Regions from separate parts of the Arachis hypogaea genome. Here region 1 is linked to region 2. A link is a contact called in public Hi-C data. All regions are on one chromosome and are shown on one strand. The core of a region is the stretch at or near the end of the contact, and the rest is flanking DNA. Distances in the headings are between cores, read along the strand shown.

The links. Hi-C and Micro-C count contacts between places; a contact is called where the count stands out from the background.
Region 1: a contact with region 2 is called in a Hi-C map of leaf, with 2.6 times the contacts expected there. The contact joins the enhancer-like site here to the promoter of LOC112709884 in region 2. A contact is called at or near these places in 2 of 8 Hi-C or Micro-C datasets (both in leaf).

What each region holds. Positions count from the first base shown.
Region 1 is chr9:2,604,792-2,611,481 of arahy.Tifrunner.gnm2.J5K5, forward strand. It overlaps LOC112712851 (a long non-coding RNA gene), which reads right to left and starts at 6,195. Exons shown (of 2, transcript XR_003157930.2): 1 at 6,003-6,195; 2 at 3,814-4,163. Within about 2 kb of position 1,995, at least 1 of the 3 cell types and tissues checked has open chromatin away from gene starts, as enhancers often do.
Region 2 is chr9:2,555,016-2,561,389 of arahy.Tifrunner.gnm2.J5K5, forward strand. LOC112709884 reads right to left here and starts at 2,739. Exons shown (of 10, transcript XM_025761869.2): 1 at 2,507-2,739; 2 at 1,714-2,217; 3 at 1,589-1,711; 4 at 1,410-1,498; 5 at 775-1,128; 6 at 386-688; 7 at 55-303. The coding sequence starts at 2,642. It overlaps LOC112712773 (F-box/kelch-repeat protein At3g23880-like), which reads right to left. Exons shown (of 2, transcript XM_025765692.1): 2 at 4,779-5,047. The coding sequence ends at 4,779.

The sequences.
Region 1 (6,690 bases), core at 745-3,244, 49 kb after region 2:
CCTTCTTGATATAAAAGAATCCTCCCCTCTAGCTCCTCAATCCTCAGGGATGAACCTAAAGAGTTGAGGAGAGTCTTCTCAAAAATATCCAAAAGCTTCGTGCACACCCCCGCCGCCCTAACACTCCCCTGAACCAGAAGATTAAGGTGGTTTCGAACGGAAGCATTGTCCATACTTATACGGGTATGAGGATAGATATAATTTCGAACGAACTGAGGCGCATTAGACTTGGCCTCACCCTCAAAAGAAAAGCTAGACTCTAAAGTCTTCCGATTCTTCTTCTCTGACTCAGGGGAAGATCGGGGAGGAGGGGATGGAAGAGAAGAGGTTGAAGAGGATATGACGATAGGTCAGGTGGGGGTCCCCAAGTTGTGAGGAGGAGGAGGAGGGGGAGGAGGAGAAGGAGGGCCAGCAGCCCTAGCACCACCAGCCCTGGCGCGAGACCTCGACTTGGCCTCCTGGACTCTATGATGAGACTCCCGGGAATTCTTCTTCGCCATTTCTGCAAAAAAACCATTAGATAGAAAGTCAGCATACAAGTTGGAGAAGACAACTCGAAAAAACTATCAGGTTGAAAACATAATATAAAAACATAACGCTACCTAATTGGGCATGCACAAAGGTCAGAGACCCCCTGCAGGAACTTTTTCGTCTCTAAATAAGGAGCTCTTCCCCATGCTTCTCGGAAGAACCCCACGACGGCCGCCTCCACCTCATCCAGGTCATCCAACCCATATTTTTCACAGGGAGAAGACTCCGACCAGTACAAAGGAAAGCGAGGAGAAGAATTTTGGTCCAGAAAAAAAGGGTGGTGACCCTCTACAGATCGTACTTTGGAAAAAAATTTTTGAAATCGTGGAAGGATTCGTCAAAAAGGGTGAAAACTCTCCGACCTTATATGGCCCGGAAAGACACCCATTGCTGTTTGTTATTTTGCTCACTAAAGGGTTTGGTCATGTGAAAAAGATAAAAGAAGATCTTTAAAGAGGTCAAAAAATCCAATGCTTGGCTAACAAATTGATAAATCTTCAGAAAACTCCAAGAATTGGGGTGAAGTTGGGTAGGGACAACACGACAATGAGATAGAACGGCTATCTCGAAGTCGAAAAAGGGAAGAAAAACACCCAAACATGTGAACAGACTATCATACATAAAAAAGAAATGAAGGTCTGTGTTAGAAGCCCTCCCAAAACAAACCCAGTCTACTGGATCCGGGGCTATCAATTCATACTTCGACTCATCCTCAGTAGAAGCACAAATCCTATGATGCGTGCGAAGGTCAGTAATATAGTCAGTATCCACAAAAGGTTCTTCCCCAAGAACCGTAACATCTACCCATTGAGCGAGAGACTCTATAGAAGACATCTTTTTCCTAAATGAAAGGGATTGCGAAACCTACAAAGGAAAAAGAAAAAATGATCAAAAACAGGGTCTCTAAGGGGCCTGGGGTTAGATCATCAATAAAACAAAATCACTAAGCCTACGGCCAGCACTCCTCTCAAAACAAAAAACATGCAAATAAAAGAATTTATAAAAGAGGAGAAGAGAAAAAACTGACATTTACTTTTGAAGGATCAGAGGTGTAACAGCAGTTGATTGAAGAAAAAGGAAGCTTTCTTTCAGAACAGAGTATGTAGGTGAGAAAGTTTTCAGAAACGAAACAAGGGAAGAGAGGAAAAATTATTTATAAGCATGTTAGGGGCATAAAGGTAAAACGACACAACCATTCAAGAGCTGCACGGTTACCAATGTAACCGCCCCCGCGTGTAAATTCTCAAACCTCTAAGAGACACGACGTTTGATTAGACGCAACAGTTAAAAAAATTTAAATCACCTCGGCTCCCGAAAATCACATCGGTTCTTCAACAAGTCGGCTACAATCCCGAGCTGAATACTCGAGCCCAATTCGCAAAGGAACTTGGACTCGAGTAGGGGCACTGTTCATACCCTTACCCAATTACAAGGCCCAGATCCAAATAATACGTAAAGGCCCAATCCACGATATTAGCCTTCCCCTACAACCGACCTCCTCGTAAGAGGTCGGGTTCGACATAGGTTCCACCAGTAAGAAGTCGGGGACGAAGATTAGCTGACATGTAACACTCATTCAAATAAGTAACTGCCCCTAAAATCTCTTAACCCCCTTCTACAAGTCAAACCTCAACCTCCCTAAGATAAAGGGACGGTTATCCTCCTACAAAGACGGAACCACTCCAACGGCGGTTATGGGTTCACCACTATAAGTACACTGACACCCCTCAGGTATTTAGAAGGCCCATACTCTAAAAAACTTGCTTAGACCCTTGCTGACTTAGGCATCGGAATGTCTTTGCAGGTACCACCCCCCATTCTCTCCAATACACAAGTCGGAAGGAGGCTCCTAGGAGTGAATCCGCTCGAAGGCTTCTTCCGCTAGACGATTGGGCCAACTCAACAAGTCCAGTCCATCCATTTCCGATTATCCACCGTAACAATCATCATATCCATATACAATCTAATTATCGACTTTCTAAGGTTGTTAATTTCAGCTCTCACCCTAACGAATATTCAGGTTCAACGTCACTTTCATACTTGCATCATATGAGTCTATTCCCTCGCTCAAAATAGCATTATGTCCTATTAAAAGTGAATGTTACAACAAGTTAACATTCAAAGTAACTTTTGTCTCTATACTCATTTTTTACTTCATCAAACTAGACAAAATACTGGCGTCTTAGCTTAAGTTTCTGCTTTGATGATGATGAATAGAACATGACAAGAGTATTAAAGAACATTACCAATAGATATAGTTTGAAACCAAATTCAGTTTACATATACCTTTTACAAATGAAATCGAAAAAATAATCTTTTTAAATTCCTCCCTATACGCGACTTTAACAACAGCACTTTAATATCATGATAGTATTTGCCATCATTAAAAGAGTATTTTTCTTCTTCTTCTTTCTCTTCGACGTAGCTCCAGCTGATAATCTACCAATGTCACTTAAGCCGTTCTCCCATAAAAGTACTTTCTTCCAACTTCAAACCTAGACATGATTTTAATCTTTCATTCTTATTGGCACTTCTAGAGAATATTGTAAAATTAGAGTTTGATCAATTTAAGGCACATTAAAAACTAGATTTTGTTTTTGATATTGGAGTAACAACGGTGTTTTTTCAAAATATGGGTTGATTGGGGTATTATTCTCAAATGTGAACCGTTTAATTAGATAAACAAAAATCGGACTGTCTAATTTGTGAGAAGTGCAGAAATCAGAACGAGGAATTTGTAAGAGAACAGAAATCGGACCGAGAAATTTCTGTTAAAAAAATTAAAAAATTTGAAGTATAGAAATCGGACTCTCTAATTTATGTATCTTTCACACTTTTAAAAAACACCAAAAATTACAATGTTAAGATATATTACTACTTTTACTTCTATATACAAAAAAAAGAACCCATTAAAAACACTCCACCTTTTACTAATAATCTTTTGTTATTTTTAAAATAAATTTTTTTTTTAACTTTAGATACCCTAAACAATGACAAAGAGCGTTAAGTCACCGTTTTAAATTTATCGGAAACTGAACTCCTATAATGGTAGGTTAGTTTTGTCCATTATTAGTAATTTTGGTATATACATTAAAATTTCAATTATCTTGTGTGTATTTTTATAATCTCAAAAATTTTTTATGTGTATTTTTGTCCATTTATTTTATTATTAGTTACCTTTCAAAAAAAATTATGCTAAATTTAGTATTTGTGTTAAATATTTCTTATATGTACTCTAATGTTTATAAATAATATATAAGAACTATGCAAAGTACACACAGATACACACGAAAAGAAAACCACTTCCACTTGCAATTATTATTTAATTTCTTCGATAGAATTTCATTACTCCCTTTCAATCAAAATTATTTGAAAATATCCTATCGTCTCCATTTATAATTGCAAATGCATAGTTGTAGGCACTAGGCATAAGGTATATTCTAGTAATTAATCATATTCAGTACATTCATAGGAGCATACACAAATAGGAAAACTACAATGACCAGAGGATTTGGGGCCAAATTGATCCAAGCATAACTTTATGCAAGGTTCATTGGATATTATGCAATGTGATTCCATCAACACTTCTACACACGTCTTTGCTTCAGCCACTTCATTTCTCCTTGAAACAACTGCAAAATAATGCAACAACGTAACATAGTTGTTAAAGAAGATCATGTTGGGAATAAGACACAATTCCCCCTTGAGAAAACACCTTTGACAGAGAAATAAAATAGACACAATCACAACACAAGAATTTAACGTGGAAACTCCAATTACCGGAGAAAAAACCACGGCCGTTGTCAAATGACAACCAGAGAATATCACTATGTGAAAATTGTTACAACACATAGACTTCTTTCTCTCACCGGCACCCCAGTACACCCACACTCTTTCAAAGCAAATATCTAACTACACCTCACAACACTCTCTAATCAAAGAGTACAGAGGAAAAGAAAAATCAGATACAAGCTTAAAGTGTTTCTGACTGGTGCAAAAACAAATGGAGAACTTAGCCTCATATTTATAGCCTAGGCCACCCACTCCATTTGCTATCCTAAGCAATGTGGGACTAATTCAACCAAATCCTAACAATCTCCACCTTGATTGAAATAGTCACACATCTTCAGCTTCCATTGTCAACACCGACAATTCTTTGCTGCCATTGTCTATACCGACAATCATAGTTCAGAGAACTATCATACTCCACCATGAAAGTATACTCACTTGGAATTAGACCACTCCAAGAATTTCGCCTTGGTACAGATCGAAACCTTGCTGAAAATTCATGGTGCAACTTCCAAATTGGCTTTTCCTGGAAGTTCTTCAGCCATCGACCTAACTCCGCCACACACCTTGCATCTCAACGCCAACCAATGCCCGTGTGCAATTGTGGACCTGATTGCCACAACTCATCCTTATCCATGGCAGTGCGGTAATACCATGAGGATACTTCTTGTCTTCTAGAGAACATCATCTTCTCTCATAGAGAGAGCAACCAGAGATCTTCTCCTTCAACGCCTTGTGCAAACCTGATTGTATCAACACATCCTTGACTTGTACTTGCCACAAGCCAAAATTGATTCTTCCATCAAATTTCTCTATTTCAAGCTTCACAGCACTTGAATATCCTGACATTGTTGCAACCGTATACTGGAATATTATAACTCAACTGTAGACCGTGCACTAGGAAGGGTCCCCAGGAAAGAGAGGTGGGTCACAATGGACACACTTAAATACCAAGTCTTTCCTTAGCCAGAACCTTTTCCAAACTGCACTCTCACAGAGTCACACTGCCTTCCAGCAACAACAACAGCAACCAAAGATCAACCTCAAGCCACAGGACAAAATTCTTTTCTGATGTGGAAGGTCAGACTAGGCTGCAACCACAGAGCATACTAAGAATAAATCCCACCGAACCGAAGCTCTGATACCACTTGTTGGGAATAAGACACAATTCCCCCTTGAGAAAACACCTTTGACAGAGAAATAAAATAGACACAATCACAACACAAGAATTTAACGTGGAAACTCCAATTACCGGAGAAAAAACCACGGCCGTTGTCAAATGACAACCAGAGAATATCACTATGTGAAAATTGTTACAACACATAGACTTCTTTCTCTCACCGGCACCCCAGTACACCCACACTCTTTCAAAGCAAATATCTAACTACACCTCACAACACTCTCTAATCAAAGAGTACAGAGGAAAAGAAAAATCAGATACAAGCTTAAAGTGTTTCTGACTGGTGCAAAAACAAATGGAGAACTTAGCCTCATATTTATAGCCTAGGCCACCCACTCCATTTGCTATCCTAAGCAATGTGGGACTAATTCAACCAAATCCTAACAGATCAATATGCTAGATTTAATTAGAATATATTAAGTTTTCAATGAATAATAGAACAAAAGCATGAATATATACTCCACAGAAAAAAAAAAGGTATGAGATATGAAGGATGATGAACCAGAAATCGAAAGGAAAAGCAAGGAAATCTTTGCTAGAGTTATTGACTTAGCCATCTTTTTAATAAGCAAAGTGGGAATAATTCTTGATCTTAAATATACTCTTATGTATGCGACTTTAAAAAGTGATTTGTTAAGAAAAGTAACTATACATTTTTTTATTTGATTCTTTCTATATTATGTTATCACATTATATAAAATATATGCAAAAGTAAAGTTATTTAATTTGATAACAATAAGAATTAAATAAATAAAAGGTAGGAATCATTTTTATGAAAAGTAAATGAAGATGTAAATTGTTCTTATTCTTATTCGGGTGTGTACCATCCCTAACTTTTCATACATGCCATGCGGTTCCAAACTTCATGTTATGACTTTCCATATATACTATTAGGTTTCACTAATTTAATTGTTAATTTGTTATAGTAGTTATTAAACTCACTAATATATAGTTTTGTTAACTTTTCATAAATATTAAGAGTTACATACTTTCATAACCTCTCATAATACCATAATTTATTTCTCTCTCCTTTTAGAAATATTTTATCTATGATAGTTAAACTCAAAAAAAATAAAATTGAACATAGAATAATTAATTATAAATACAACATTTTCCATCATTGGATTTGTATGACATCTTTCACTATATAGGTTTTCGTTATACGAATTTTAATGAGAGACTAAACTACT
Region 2 (6,374 bases), core at 1,489-3,988:
AGTAATTTAAGCTACAAAGTACTTATTAACTTAAGACATCAGTGTCAAGCAAACCTCAGAGAAAATCTTCTCGCCACTGAGCATAACAAACTTGATATATCCCCCTTGTTTCCTAAAGCTTGATGATGAACTAGACCTCGAAACTATTATCCTTCCATCGCTATCATTGTTTGTCAGTGACAGTAATATCTCCGCTAATGCCTGGAAAGCAGACAGACATCCCCCCTCCTCCCCATGTTCCCGAATTTCATTGCGTGCTGATGTGTTCTCCGAATTAGCCACCTTTTCTCCATAACTATTAACCTGGAAAATCAAGTAAATTTTGACATCAAATTGAAGACAAAAAGTTTCATTAAAAAATGTAAGTATTTAGTAGCAGATTCACCTTGTGCATGATATTACTTTCCTTTATATACTTTAACAATTTGATCAAGTTGATATTGTCTATATTTAGTTCAAAGATAAAATCATTGATGGCCATAGTAAAATCAGATGTTCTACTTTCTTCAGAAGCATGTTCTATGTCATGGTAAGAATCCATCGGATTTCCATTCTTCTCATTGAGTAGTACTCGAAGGAAAGCTTGAGTCAGAACCATCAGAGTTTGAATATATCTCCGGTTGGCTGGTCCCAAAAGACTCCGGAATCTCACAAAGTACCGTTCTACATGGCAATGCACATTCTCCAGCTGTCCAAATAGGGAACAGAACAATTAAATTCAAAAGTAAATATAACTTGTTCAATGTCTATGCTAGATAAAATTGACGAGCATACCTGTGATAAAGTAATTTTTGAGTCATACATGCTGATGAGTGAATCAGCTAAATTATGTGCCTCGTCTATTATAACAATATTGGATTTTAAATTCAGACCAAGAGCTTCACGAGATGATTTCGACAAAAGAGATTGATATGGAAGAACAACAAGATCAGCTCTCACAACCATGCTTCTAGAGCCATAGTACGGACAGGTTCCCAATGTTTTTCCAAGGTTTGCAAGATCTTCAATATCCAAGGGTCCTCGTTCAGATACCTCATTCCTGAATTCATGTTGTAGTTTATGTTTTCTAAGCATTGGGCAACCAGAAGAGGCTTTTGTTCTGCGTGTGTGTGCACCTACTCTTATGTTCTGCAAGTTCAAGAGACATTAGTGCCTAGACAATTCTATCTTATTTATTCTTGCCAAGAAAGAAAAGGTACCAACACCAAGCAGTGACTAATAGATAGGAAACTTAGTTCCACAATTAGACATTAAGCATAGAAGTTAGCATTGCTTATGTTTTCATCTCAATTTTGTACTTCTAAATAGAACTATTTTTCTTGAATCCTTAGCCAAGCATGCCTTGTTGAATGAAAACATTCTCAATATTAAGTTTCTATGTGCCATTTTTCAAAAGAAAAGTGATATACCTTCACTCTAGTAGCTTCATTTTTCTTTTTCTTCTGGAGTTCCAAGCATCGCTCATTTATGCGTGTGGAGTTTCCAAGTGAAAGCACATCTATGGTAAAATACAGACATTTGTTGTTAGCCATTTCAGCTTAATCAAATGGAAAATGATAAAAACTTCTTCAAAATCTCAGTTCCAAACCTTTGTTAATGCAAAGATTTTTCCTTGACCCTAAACTCACAACAGTCATCTCATTAGCAAAGATTGTCTTCTGTAACTCCTTTATGAACTGCGAAAGCTGTGAATGTGTTCGGCTACAGAATAAACCTTGAACTTCTTCTCATCCTCCTCCCCCTCAGCATCATCAGACTCATCTTCACTCGAAGAATTAAGCATGCTTTTAGTAGCCTTCCTCTTCAACATCACACTCCCTAAATCCCCTTCTTCTTCACTCTCATACTCTTCAAGTAGAAACTCCTTGTCATCAACATCTGTTGTATCAATTTTCTTTTGTGAACTTTGACATATCTTTTCAGCAGGAGAATGTTCACAATGCACATCCCCAAAATCTTTACTAATTACCTTATTCTCCTTCTCCTTCTTATCAGCTTTTCCTGACAGATACCGAAACTTGTCCTTCTTGTTTTTCACTTTATCCTCTTTAACTTGGGGGTCTTTGTTAACAACAAAGTTCCTCAACCAATCAGGGTCATCATCCGAACCAACTCCGCCATCACCATTGCCACACGCTTCCTGTGATTCCTGCTGTCTCCTCTGATCAAGCACCCATTGCAAAGCACTACAAATAACACTCATAGTCTTCCCAGTACCTTTTATAACACACAAATCTCAACAAAATTAACCTAATTCTTTTTTTTTTTCCCTAATAAACAAAACAAAGCAAAACAACAACATGGAATTGCTTCCAATAATGTAAGACAGACTAAAAACAGTAAATTCATTGTCTTCCTCTTCTCCTAACTAAAACATAATAACATCACCAAAATTAAACTCATTTTGCAAACAATTAATAATGCAAGTGTGATGCAGCCAAAAACTCCCAAATAAAACGACGTTAAATTTAAGATTAAAAAAAATTAGAAATGAATGTTGAATTACCAGTAGGGCTTTCTAACATGGAGACGCCACCTTGGTTGAGAGAGTGATAAAGAGCCTTCATGAATTCCATCTGAATCGAATATGGCTTGAAAGGGAACGCTGAGAACTTCACTTCTTCTTCTTCTTTAACTTCCATATTCCTAATTCCTTCGCTCCTTTCTTCGTTCCTTCAGTGTCGCAGCGTTGATTCAAGTATTCAACGAATTTTCTTTTTCTCTTCCTTTTTTGGGTAATAATCATCGAAGAGAGAAATGAAGACTCGGCGCCACTACCATATGGCGGGAACAAAAAAAAAAGTTGAAATTTTATTTTAAAATATTAATTAGAAGTTTTTTTTAAGCCTATTTTATAAAAGGTATAGAAAATTTTCAATTTTTATCTTTTATAAATGATATTTATTATTGAGATATTTTATTCTCTTATTCATACGAGAGAAATTGTCCTTTTATTATTCAATAAAAATATTTATTGTTTATTTTCTATTGTATGGGAGATGCAATAATTTTTTATCAAATATACTGTAATGTTTTTTGTTGGTTTTATTCTTAAAATTTTATTTCATTTTACTCATACAACAAACGTTTCAAAATATTTTGATTTTATCTTAAGATTTGATTAGTTAATTATTTTAAAAGATTGGAGAATAATAATTGTTTTTGCTATTAAGGACCTATTCAAAGTATTACTCATTATAAAAAGGGAGATATCGTCATGTTTTATCTATGGATGAGTTATATGTCGGATTCCAAAAAATATGAGATAAGGTGATACCTACAAAAAGTATACCGACGCTCAAGTCAGAAATAATTTAAAGAAGAGAGTGAAAATGACTTATGTAAGTATTAGGTTTTTAGATGTCCTTTACTTTGACTTAATGTTACCTTATAAAGACTAAATAGAAACTAAGTCTTTTGAATATACTCGATTAACGAATCATAAGTTACGGTTGTAGTGAAAACCACAATGTGGTTACCGTGATATTCTCAGCATTTTTTGTTTTTACTATTTCATTGAGTTGTTGGTGATGACATGTGATGAAGTCATCATGTCGTTCTAATGAGTGTTATCATATTTTTGAGTTATGGGCCAAGCTATAACTTTTTTGGGTTGATGTATAAGCTTCATTAATCATTGAACGAGTTATAGGTAATAGATCAAGACTGTTCTCTGAATAAAAAGTGGCAATTACCTAGTAATACGAGTGGACCAGATTGTAACGGTCGAATTTTACATATAACGACTGAGTTATGTGTTGGTAATTTATGAGTCATGGAAATCCTAACATTCTTTTGATCTAATCTCCAAATTATAGCTTGTAGCCGTCGAGTTATAGTGACCAGATTACAGCCCTCAAGCTTAACATGTTTATTTTTAAGAGAAGCAGGTTGAGTTTTTTTGAAAATCGAGTCATAACTCGGCAGGATATAAAAGAGATGCATTTGTGTTATAATTCAGAGATATGAGGATTAGCCTCCAAACTCAACTTAATAATCTTAAAAATAAAATTGGACAAACATGTCATTGAGAAAGGTGTTACTTATATTAGTATATTTTTGAACGAGCTTACAGGTGATTGTTTGTTGGACTAAAGTCGACTTACAGGCATCGATTTGCTTTGACTGATTCCGACTTCTATGTGGACCAGGGGTTCTGCCAATGTGTAGCTCGGGCTCCTTGAGCACTGAACTTCTAGGTATCACTGATCCGTCTTTACTTCTTTTATAGCTCCAAACGCGGAAGTTCCTGCAGAAAACACTCCGAAACTCAAGTCAGTGAAGGACTAACAGTTATGCTCTTAATATGCTCGTTCTTTTTCCCTTTTTCTTCTTTTCTCATTGTTAGATGGAAAAGTGTGTAGGAAAAAGCAGTAATCGAACTAAAAGTATGAAAAAAAATAAAGAATAATGAAGTTAAAAATAATGTACTGTTTATTGAGGATTACCCTCTTAATATAGAAGGTACATGATGAAGTGACTCGTTAAAATCCTCCAAGCAAAATCCAATGTAAAAATAATGTTTGTCAGTGAAAAAAAAGTACATATTCGAGTCTTAAATTATAACTTAGTTGCGGTATAGTTTTAGAGAAGTTGCGTTCCAAGTATTAGATGGTTCTTTGCCTAGTAATATTTGAAAGGTATAAGTTCCTTGCCAATCACTTTGCTGATTTGAAAAGGTCCTTCTGATCGCCCTCTTTTTATTGAGTTTGTTTATTGATCCGCTGAGTTTATCAAAGTTTTTCTATTTCCATCTGTCCTACTGCTTTTTCTTAGAATTATGTTAAAGTCTTCGACTTGGAGACAACAATAGTCTTGTGGAACTTGCTAGGGCGAAGACCACTCATAAAGGTATAGAGGTGGACGTCAGGGTTAAGGTTGGGAATCTCCATTGCTATTTTATTGAACTTCGTCATGTAGTCACGGAAGCTTTCGGGTTGACCTTGTTTGATTGTGCTAAGGTAGTCAGAATCATGGACATAGATCTTGAATGCTGCAAAATTATTGGTGAAAAGATCGGCCAATTCCTTAAAAGTAGAGATAGAACCTGCATGTAAAGATGAAAAAGCAACACCATCTAAAAATGCGGGAAAAGAATGACATAATATTGGATCAAAATCACCTTTAAAAAACATCATTGAGTGAAACTTAGTAATATATATGTTCAGGTCCCCAATCCCCTTGTATGGCTTTAAAGTGGTTGGTAGGGTGAAGTTCTTCGCATTTGAAACTTCATGATTTCCCCAGAAAAAGGATTTGTATGTCCTTTTAGCGTCTTTGAAGTTGTAACTTCTACCATAGCATGAGTTCCTGACACATGTTCGTCATCGTTTTAAGTATCCTTGCGATCTTTCTTGCTATTTGTATTCTTTTGCTATTGTGTTAACAACTTGGTTATCCTTTGGACCTCGGCCTCGAGCGCACTATTTTTAGCTATTAACTTAGCCTGAGTTGGTGGAGGAGGATGTGAATTTTGTTCATCATCCATGATCGAGATCCTAAAAAAAGAGGAATAATAACAAGTGGGAAAAAATGTGCGGTAACATTAAGCTCGTCACACGGTGAGCGCCAAATGTTCTTATTGTTACGGGACCTATTTCGAGATATAGTTCGTTGCAAAAGGGAAGATGTCGTCTTATCTTCTCCGCGTATGAGTTATAAGCCAGACTCCAAAGAACCCCAAACAGGATGGATACCTGCAAAAGGTACTCCGATACTCAAGTAAAAAATAATTCAAAGAAGAGAGTGAGAATGACTTATGTAAGTATTAGGTTTTTAGATGTCCTTTACCTTGATCTAATGTTATTTTATATAGACTGAATAGAGACTAAGCCTTTTGAATATACTCGGTTAGCAAATCATAAATTACGGTTGTGGTGAGAACCACAATGTGGTTACCGTGATATTATCATAATCTGTTTTGACTATTTCATTAAGTTGATGATGACGTGTGATGAAGTCATCATGTTGTTCTACTAAGAGTTATCATGTTTTTAAGTTATGGGCTGAACTATAACTTCTTTGGGCCGAGGTATAAATTTTATTGGCTGAGTTATATGTAATAGATCAAAACTTATTCTCTGAGTAATAGGCAACAATTATCGAGTAATATAGAATGGATCAAATTGTAACGGTCGAGTTATGTATTGATAATTTGAGTCATCAAAACCCTAACGTTCTTTTGACCTAATCTCCAAATTATAACTTGTAGCCGCTAAGTTATAGTGACCAAATCAATAATAATAATGATAATAAAATCATAATCTCCTCTGATTTGAAGAGAATGTTATTTTGTTCTAAATTTAGAAAACATTATTGGTTTGTTAATAATATGAATCGGGGAACTAATTCGGCTTCAAGTTCTTTCTAACCAA